Regions from separate parts of the Mus musculus genome. Here all the other regions are linked to region 3. A link is a contact called in public promoter capture Hi-C data. All regions are on one chromosome and are shown on one strand. The core of a region is the stretch at or near the end of the contact, and the rest is flanking DNA. Distances in the headings are between cores, read along the strand shown.

Region 1 (3,388 bases), core at 603-3,102, 180 kb before region 3:
TTGGAGGCAGAGGCAGGTGGATTTCTGAGTTTGAGGCCTGTCTGGTCTACAAAGTGAGTTCCAGGACAGCCAGAGGTATACAGAGAAACCCTGTCTCGAAAAAGCAAAAGACAGAAAAACAAAACAAAACAAAACAAAAAACCCCAAAAACCAAACAAACAAACAAAAAACCCAAAACCCAAAAAAACCTAACTGACTTTCCAAAGAACCCTTAAAGTTTCCACTTCAATAGTCTATCATGGTAGAAAAAAACATGGCGGCAGGAGTAGGCAGTAGCTGGTCACGTGACTTCCATAATCAGAAATCGGAGAGATGTATGCTAGTGCTCAGATCCCTTTATCTTCTATATTGAGTCTCAGATCTGACAGATTGGTGCTACCCACATTCAGGGTGTATTTGTCCTTCCTCAGTTAAATCTCTCTGTAAACATCCTCACAGACACACCTCAGAGTATGTTTTCATGGTGACTCTAAACCTAGTCAAGTTACAATGAGGATTACCCATATGCCTCTATGCCACATGCCTCTATGATTAGCATTATAAACGTTGGTCTCAGTGTTGCAGGCGATGTTTGAAAGCTTGGTGTCCTCTTAGGCTTCCTTCTGTGCTATCTCCTGCACAGGTTGTCTGAGCAGTATTTCTGTCACCCATTGACCCTAGCAGTCTGGGCCGGATCCTTCATTCTGGAATGATTCCCCAAAGCAGAAGCTGATTCTGCAGAGTGGATGACAGGGAATCAAAGTGAGGGAAAGGGGAAAGTAAGACAGAAAAAGCTGAGACGCCAGCATAAAGATGTGTAGTGGCAGGCACAATACTTGGTGGTCTCGTGGGAATCATGAGGAAAGGATAGAGAATGCCTTCCAGGAAAGTCCTTCTGAGAGAGAGAGGACAGACATTCACTCAACACTTGGTTGAGGAGAACCCCGTACTCTTTTCTAGTTTCCATCTGCCTTGTACCACAATGAGCAACCAGAGTCCTAGCAAAAACCTCGGCCATCAGCAGAAAGACTAATGTTTGTCACCTCAGGTCACAGGTGGTCTGATGTGATGCAGTGCACCCTTCTTGCCAGCGTCTGGTGACTGGGCAGCTGAGATAGCATTCCACTAAATCTTCCTGTCTCTGTATGTCTGCCTCCAAACTATCCTAAACCAATGGCAGCTGACTCTTCCTAAGAAACAGCTCTTAAGTAAGTGTCCCTCTGCTGGAAAATCTTCAATATCATCTTCTCTTTTTTTTTTCTTATGTCTCTGTGTGTCTCTGTCTCACTGTCTCTCTGTCTCTTTGTCTCTCTCTGTCTCTGCCTCTCTCTGTCTCTGTCTCTCTCCTTTTCAGTCTGTCTCTATCTCTGTATCTCCGTCTCTATGCTTCTCTCTCTGTCTCTCTGTCTCCCCTCTCTCTGTTTTTCTCTTCCTCTTCCTCTCCAAGGCAGGGTGTCTCTGTGTAGCCCTGGCTATCCTGGAACTCACTCTGTAGACCTAGTTGGCCTCGAACTCAGAGATGTGCCTGCCTTTTCCTCCCGAGAGCTGAGAAGACTGCGGCATGCATGCGGGATGCCAGCTTGGAAGAAGAGAAGCTGCCATTGTTCTGGCTTTATTTTCCTGTTTCCAAACTGAATAAATACATTTGTTTGCTAATTTGTTCAGACTCAACCGTTAAGATAAAGCACATGAATAGCCTTTTGCTGCCCCAAACTAAGAAGCTTGGAGGCTAAGGAGGCTCAGCTGGGAGAAGTCAAGCTGTTGGCCTGACTGGTGACCTGGAGAATCTTGGGAAGCGTTAGATTCTAGTCTCCTCCAGGCTCTCAGCCAGGCTGGGCTCCAAGTGGCTGTGGAAAGGAGGGCTCTGCATTCTTATTTGCTATTGGCTGGGGATCGTTCCCAGGGTATTTTAGCAATGCAGAACTTGTGGCACTTCACGGTCCTCTTCACACTGAGTGTTTGAGACTTGCTCTACCACCAGTGGGAGAAAACTGTACTTCTTTTTAGTTTTGTTTTGTTTTTGTTTTCTTTTCTGAGTCAGGGTTTCTCTGTGTAGCCCAGGCTGTCCTGGAACTCACAGAGATCTGCCTGGCTCTGCTTCCCGGGTGCTGGGATTAAAGGTGTGCACCACCACCACTGCCTGGGATTTTCACTTCTAAAGGACTGGTGTGATGAGACTGGCCTCACCAGCGCATAGGCAACAGAACCATGGGAATGCTGTCACTCCTGTGTACAGATTCCATTGTCACAGGGAAATAAAGCGTACAAGGGTGAGTGGGTGTTGGGCTTAAGATTAGAATCCTCCTTCCTGAAGAACTGTCCTGACTCCCGGGAATGAAGACAAGCCTTTCTAGCACCTCCTCCTGATGAACTCATTATGCGTGCACAGGACTCACCAAGATCCCCTTTGCATCTTCACAGACAGCGAAGGCCCTTGATTTTGCTAACTTTCCATTTTTTTTTGGTGTTGGTTGATTAAAATCTGATTACCACTATGCTAAAAGGTATTTTGGTATTGCTTACACTTAAATAAAAAAGACATATAAAAGACAAAATGTAAAAACCATTAAAGGAAGTGTAAAGTGAAATACATGAGTATATAAGAAAGTATGTATTTTATATAATCAATATGGGGGGTGGGGGTGGGGGGGGGACTGTGCCTTTTGCTATTGTGTCCAGGCTGTTTTCAAACTGCTGGGCTCAAATAATCCTCCTGCCTCAGCCTCTCAAATGTTTGGCACAGTAAGAAAGCATCACCATGCTCAGCTTGAATATAATTTTTGCAGGCATTTTTTCCATGACCCTTTTTTTGTTCTATCTTCTGGTGAGTAAAATATAAAATATTATTTATTTTATTGCTATTTTCTCAAATTCTGTGCTTTTATTGTGGAACTAGATTTTTAACAGGTGATAAGATGTACATCTTACTAAAAACCAAAACCCAAAACCAAAACCCTCCATTTAATTGGAATTTTAAAATTCATCCTAATCGTCCGTCTTTCAGCTGGTGTCCGTTACCATTTATGTAGTGTGATAACTGAAGTATTTAGACTTGTCTTACTAACTCATTTTGTGAATGGGTGGGGCTGGGGAGCTACCTTGCCTGCTTTTCTCTGTTAAGACAGAGCTCATGTAGCCAAGGCTTGACTCAAACTTGCTGTGTAGCCAAGGATGACCCTGACACCTTGGTTCTATCTTCATCTGTCAAATGCTAGGCTTACACCTGTGGACAACTTCGTCAGACATTACAAGGCACCACCCTCCTATTGTCTTGTTGCTCTATTACATTGCTAATGTCTTCTTTTTCTTACTATGATTTTACATGTGATATTTTGGAGGCTATCATAATTTTTGACATATATGACATCATTTTTGGCCCCAGTGAAGTTTAAAGTTAACCAGTACTTTA
Region 2 (2,970 bases), core at 224-2,723, 250 kb after region 3:
TGGACTGTGAACCATGGCTTTAAACCCTTGCTTTTTAAAGTTGCCTCTGGCAGGCATTCCACCTTGGCAGTGAGCTCGTGGAAACCCATTAAGCCACGTTGAGGATCACAGCTAGAATCTGGCGAAGGAGCCATGTCCTCCCCGCCTTTCTCCCTGAAGCACTCAGCCTGTGCAGGTACAGGCCACTGGATAGATGCAGAGTCTACTCCTCTCCTTTCCCGCCTCCCGTTCTGTTTCTTGGTGCTTAGATACTCGCAAGACATTTTGGGTTTCTCGTCCTCTTCTATGCTGTGGCTCTGCCATAGCCACTCACATTCACCCTTCCTCTCCCCCGCCCCCACTCACCCCCACTCCCCGCCTACGCTCATTCCCCTGCCCCCCCCCAACTATGCTCACGCCCCCGGCCCCCTACCCTCACCCGCCTACGCTCAGCTCACGCCCCCGCCTCGCCTCCCCTCCTGACACCCCACCCCCACCCCGTGCCCTTTCACCCAGGCATTAGACCCAGGACCTACCACCACCTCTCTCCCCAGGTTGCAGGGTAGGAAAAAGCCCCTCAGCCCTTCAAGTCCCCTTCACTTCCTCTTGCTGTAGAATCATCCCTGGTTGTCCTGAAACCTTTGGAAAAGCCTGCCATTACACAAGCAGGCTCTCGGGACAGACCATAAGGGTGGGTCTAGCACCCTTTCCTATGCAGTCAGGACTTCTAATCCCCGGGATAGGTCACTTTCAATTGATAGTGAGTTCTCAAAACTCAGGCTCTCTGCCTAAGGCTCAGCCTTCCTCAGAACCAGACATGTTCCCTCAAGTCTTTTTATTGATATTTTTAGAAGTCACCAAAAAAAAAAAAAAAAGTGTCAAGAGAATTTTTACCTGGAATTGAAAAAAAAAAAAAAGTGGGGTCCGAGGGCCCCACCCCCTCAGCTCCTTTCTCCTATGAATAGAGAACCACCCTGCATTCTGGGAGAGAAAAATCTCAGCTGGTAGAGAACTTGCCAGGTACACTGCTCAGAGGGAGATTTCGGGAACATTTGTGAACCATCTGCCTTTGAGATCTGTGTACATCATTTACCATTCACCTGTCTTCCTGGTCTGGGGACCATAGCAACGATGACACCTCCAAACGCTTAAAGCAAGGGGTAGATTCACCCAGCTTCCAGCGCTGCCAGAGTCAGATCCTTAACCCCGAGTATTTAGGACTTAGACTACTTTATTCAGGTCCCATCATCCCGTGTTCTCCATTTTGCCAATCAGGAGACTGGGTTTAGGAAACCATGAGAAGGTTCAGGTGTCACCCTCAGCCTGATGTGGCCGAGCTAAGTGAAGACAGAGCCAGCATCCAAATCTGGTTCTGATCTGGATCCTGATCTGGATCCCTGGTCCCATCTGTCCTTGTATTCCCGGTCGGTCCCCAGGGCTCTTGGTACAGTTATGTCACCAACACTCGGTGCACATTCTGCAGGGCAGCACCCCAGACTTCAGATACCAGCTGGAAAGCTCTGGTTCCGGGCCACCAGCCTTTGCACAATGCAGACCAGCATTGTTAGCCCTTGGCCCTTTGACCTTTGCCCTTTGCCCCTTGCCCCCTGCCCCCCCCTTCTTACTTTAAAAGGTAGCAGGTTCACTTTAGAAAGTTGCTGTGGTATCTATCTCCCCAGATGACATTACCATGACCCTAAGGGGAAGATGACCTGTAAATAATTGTCTTTTATTTTTCTTTCCCTTCCTCTTCTTATCTGTCCCTTCAGTGGCTCCCGGGTAACACTGTGAATAGAGACAGAGAAAATGGAGTGGTTTTCCTTGAAGCTCTGAACAACGAAGCCCAGTCTCATGGCTTTATCTTTGAGTCCAGACAGACTCTTTGCTCTTGGACCTCAGTTTACCAATGCAATTCATTTTCAGTTGTATTTGAATGGCCGTTCTGAATTCCCTAAGCACCCAGGGGTCCCTGTCATGCTTCCAACCCCGTGGAGTAGTAATTCCAAGGCTCTGGCTGTTGCAGATTAGATAACAAGTCTCAGGAAGCTTCTATAATTAGCCGAAGTTGATGTGTCTCTGAGGGGACGGGACCAGCCTAGCAACTGGGATTAGAAGCTAGGTGTTCCTTCTCCAGCACCAGCCAGCCAAACCTTATCCCGCAGAGAGCCCTGCTGAGTGATTTAATGCAGTCCCTTTTTATGTGCCCTGCAGAATGGAGGTTTGGGCTGCATTCAGTTCCTAGTCTATCCTAGTTGCCAGCAAATGAGACAAATTGTGGGTCCCATAAAAAATTAAATAGCAGCTGCTTCATTTTCTTCCTATCGAACTTTGAAATTACAGGGATCTCATTTGCACGGCAGCTCAAGATGTAGAAGCGGGGGGCGGCAGGGTCCAGGGGTTCTACGTTTTAACGGCAATCATATGTTCTCTCAGACTGACTGGGTTAAAATATTTTGAGCAGCCATTCATGAACTGAACCATTAGCCGTGCAAATAGAGGACATGATTGCAGTTCATCCTGTTGGGTGGCTAATTAATAATTCTGTACAGGTGGAGGAGCCAGGACTAATGTCAGAGATGAAATTAGGGAATGAAATTAGCATTCTGCTAAATGCTAGGGTGTGGCATTCCATAGCCTGCCTGCAGGAGGATGACACAGATGGAAACCTTTTGCCTGGCTTATTTTCATCTGCGACCTTCCTGCACATCTTTCTTATAACGGGCCTTATAATGATAACAGAGCCTGCATCTTGACACCAGAGAGAACAGGACTTAATCAGGTTCTGTGTCAGACATTTGGGATTTTTTTTTTTTTTACTATTTTACAAGGAAACCATAACAGAAAAAAAATGTTGAATCTATTTCTGAGCAAACAAGAATCTATTTGCAGTCCCCCTCCCCTTTGCATTCATCTTAATTTATCCTGGTAGATGACTGCTCGCAGGCACTCTGTACCTCCATCAAGACTGAAGCACACCATTTCTACCACGAA
Region 3 (2,978 bases), core at 149-2,648:
AATTAGGGCTTCAAGGCTTCTAGGATCTTCAGTGTTCCAGGCAACGTCAGGGGATGGGGTGGAGCTGGGGTTCTGGTTTAGAGGAAGGGTAGGTCAGCCTTGTGCAGGGTGGAAACTTAGCTGTGAACCCTCAGTGAGCCCAACACTGAGCGAGTGTTAACGCAAATAGAGGCGTTGAGGGAGTAATGGGGGCTCCTGAGGCACGGAGGAGCCAAAGCTTTCGTATAACTGCCTCCTGTCCTGGAAGGTCATGCTGACCTTGTATTTCTGGTGAATCACGGGAAACCCTGCTTTTGTCTGTTTCATGTCTGGCAGGTAAACATGCTCTCTCAGAAGCACCAAGCTCAGGGCTGAACACGTGGATGACCCTCAGCGGGAAGACCGGCAGCCTCAGAGGCTGTCTGGTTCAGAGACCAGTGTGAACCCGCTTTAGAATCATCTGCAGGTGAATGGTCTAAAGACTCTGATATGGGTCCTAGAGACTTAGCTCAGAACTGCTGAATCATGATTATTTTATATTCTGTTTTATTTCATTTTAGAGACAGGGTCTCACGTAACCCAGGTTGGATTTGAACTCACCATTTAGCCCACAGTGACCTCAGACTCCTTATTCTCTGGTCTCTACCTCTGAATGTAGATTGTCCTGCTTGTGCGGCAAGCCCTCGTATCCACTGAGGCATCTTACAGCCAGCCCCCAGAACACTCTTTGAGATGGTGGCGATTAATGCAGGTTACTAGGGAGACTGTGTTGTGGGTAAGTAGTTCAGAGAATTCTTGTCACACTGTACTGGCTGCCTGTGTCTTCTGTAACAAACGAACACAAGTGACTGAAAAGAGCAGAAGTTGGAGATGGAGCAATGGCTTAGGGTTTGAGAGAGCACTGGCTGTTCTTGCAAAGATCTGCGTTGGACTCCTAACACCCACATGGAAGCTAACAGTTGTCTGGAACTCCAGTTCTGGGGACTCTGGTGCCCTCTTCTGGCCTCCAAGGACAGATCACTTATGTAGTGCACAGGTGTACATGCAGGCAAGGCACCATGCTCGGTAAAAATGAAAGAGCAGAGGGTTAGTCTCTTTCTGTTCTGGGCACCCACAGACCTAAGTCATTTCCACTGGACTAAAACCAAGGCATGAGCAGGGCCTCTCCTTACAGAGTCTCTGGAGGAGAAATCACCCCAGCCTATCCAACTTGGAGACTCCTGATAGCCTCCATTGTGGTGTCCAAATAGTGAACAGCAGGAGAAGGTGGGGCAGAGTTGCCTGCACCTTGGATACATATTTGACTCTGTTTATGACTCATGTCCCTTTGGAACAGGGCCTCCCTCAGGTGCAAAGTTTACAGGCCACACCTCCTTGGGAGCTGCCTTAAAGGGCAGCATCCCCATAGGGCAGATGTCTGAGAGGACACAGAAGCCCTGCTTTCCTGTCACCTACAGGACGCACAGGCAGGCCATGGCAGCCCTGGCAGCTGGAATATCCAAGCAACGTGCAGCTGCTCAGGGCCTTGGCTCTAACCAGAATGCTGTGAAGTATCTGGGCCAGGACTTCGAGACCCTGAGAAAGCAATGCTTGAACTCAGGGGTCCTATTTAAAGACCCGGAATTCCCGGCATGTCCGTCAGCTTTGGGCTACAGGGATCTTGGACCAGGCTCTGCAGAAACTCAAGGCATCATATGGAAGCGACCCACGGTAAGGCAATAGGGAAGTGACCATGGCAAGGCACAATTGAGTGTCACACAGGGTACAGAGTTGTCACATCAGGTCAAGAGTTGAAGTAAGTAACAGTGCAGGGTTCTGTTTTCAGATCCTATAGTTCTGATATCCGCCTTACTTCCTAACATTATTTCTAAGGAAGAACACACACAAGCTTTAGAGCTGGACAAGTCAGACCTCATGAGTGGCTCTGCTGATGTGGCCTTGGCTCTGCTGATGTGGCCTTGAGCGACAGCTCTCTGAGCTTCAGTTTTTCCACCCTAAAAATAGTGCGGCTGGAACCATTGTATTTCAGTGTGGTTAGGAGAATGAGAAATAAATCTCAGGGTGTAATTGTCCTGCGTGTAAGAGACACAGAACACAGGGTACTTAGCACTGCACAGTGCCCCCGGGCCAGCACACAGGGGAACAAACCAAGGTTAGACACAGTCAGCTAGGGGCAAACTGTGATAGCATCGCTGCTGAGGGACATGGGTTACTGAAGGTCATAGAAGGTTCCACCAAGGCTGGAGAGAAGAGAGAGGTGGAGGCCATCCTAAAGTTGGTGGGTGTGGTCACACTGTGGTCTTGATGTACATGTCCCTGATGATAATGGATGCTGTGCTTTCTATATCATGGGTGCATCCTCTAGAGGGACAACTGTTTAAAACCTTTGCTCATTTCTCAATGGTTCTGCTTGCTTTTTTGTTTGACTTTGCACTTTTGAGGATAACCCTTTCTTTACTTTGGGAGCATATATGTGTATATATATATATATATATATATATATATGTGTGTGTGTGTGTGTGTGTGTGTGTGTATATATATATATTGCATCTAATAATCCTGGACATTAAGGTGTTTGCTTCATTTGCTCTTCTGCATCCTGATAGCCCTTTATTTTTACACACATACAAGAGAAAATATGTGATATTTATCTCTGTGAATTGGGTTCACTTCAGGTAAAATGGTGATTTTTTTTTTTTGCTTCTGTCCATTTTCCTATAAATGACATGATTTTCTTCTTTATAGTGAACAATACTGCACACACACATATAGCCCCACATAACTATATATTTTTTTATTTATTCATCTGTGGATAGGTACCCGGTTGACTCCATACCATGGCTATTGTCAGTAGAGCTACAATAAACATGGGTGCACAAGTGTCACTATTGTAGCTGACTGTGATTCTTTTGGATCTACACCCGGGGGGAGTATGACTGCTTCTGCTTGTTCTTATGCTTCTAAGTAGAAGGTCTACCTAGGCTCTTGTCTCAAGGAAC

The links. Promoter capture Hi-C pulls out the DNA fragments that hold promoters and counts their contacts.
Region 1: a promoter capture Hi-C map of the C10 cell line shows a contact between it and region 3, with 3 times the contacts expected there. The contact joins the enhancer-like site here to the promoter of Capn8 in region 3. A contact is called at or near these places in 12 of 39 promoter capture datasets (the 3T3-L1 cell line, 3T3-L1-derived adipocytes, the C10 cell line and 7 more), 5 of 484 Hi-C or Micro-C datasets (embryonic fibroblasts, embryonic stem cells, liver and 1 more), 1 of 115 datasets of contacts at active chromatin or transcription factors (embryonic stem cells) and 3 of 9 other capture datasets (embryonic stem cells, liver and macrophages).
Region 2: a contact with region 3 is called in a promoter capture Hi-C map of liver. The contact joins the enhancer-like site here to the promoter of Capn8 in region 3. A contact is called at or near these places in 15 of 39 promoter capture datasets (the 3T3-L1 cell line, 3T3-L1-derived adipocytes, HPC-7-derived erythroid cells and 8 more), 1 of 15 datasets of contacts at CTCF or cohesin (stem cell-derived epiblast-like cells), 2 of 484 Hi-C or Micro-C datasets (cerebellar granule neurons and nephron progenitors) and 3 of 9 other capture datasets (adipose tissue, liver and macrophages).

The regions. Positions count from the first base shown.
Region 1 is chr1:182,387,094-182,390,481 of GRCm38.p6, forward strand. No RefSeq gene overlaps it. Among named protein-coding and RNA genes, the nearest start is that of Trp53bp2, 20 kb to the right of the region's middle. Within about 2 kb of position 1,853, at least 9 of the 459 cell types and tissues checked have an H3K27ac peak or open chromatin away from gene starts, as enhancers often do.
Region 2 is chr1:182,815,713-182,818,682 of GRCm38.p6, forward strand. All of the region lies in intron 2 of Susd4 (sushi domain containing 4), which reads left to right. Among named protein-coding and RNA genes, the nearest start is that of Susd4, 53 kb to the left of the region's middle. Within about 2 kb of position 1,474, at least 7 of the 459 cell types and tissues checked have an H3K27ac peak or open chromatin away from gene starts, as enhancers often do. A contact at or near this core is called in liver, where this site is marked.
Region 3 is chr1:182,563,609-182,566,586 of GRCm38.p6, forward strand. It overlaps Capn8 (calpain 8), which reads left to right and starts at 1,399. Exons shown (of 21, transcript NM_130890.2): 1 at 1,399-1,689. The coding sequence starts at 1,453. Gm46248 (a long non-coding RNA gene) reads left to right here. Exons shown (of 4, transcript XR_001779884.1): 3 at 316-445; 4 at 540-873.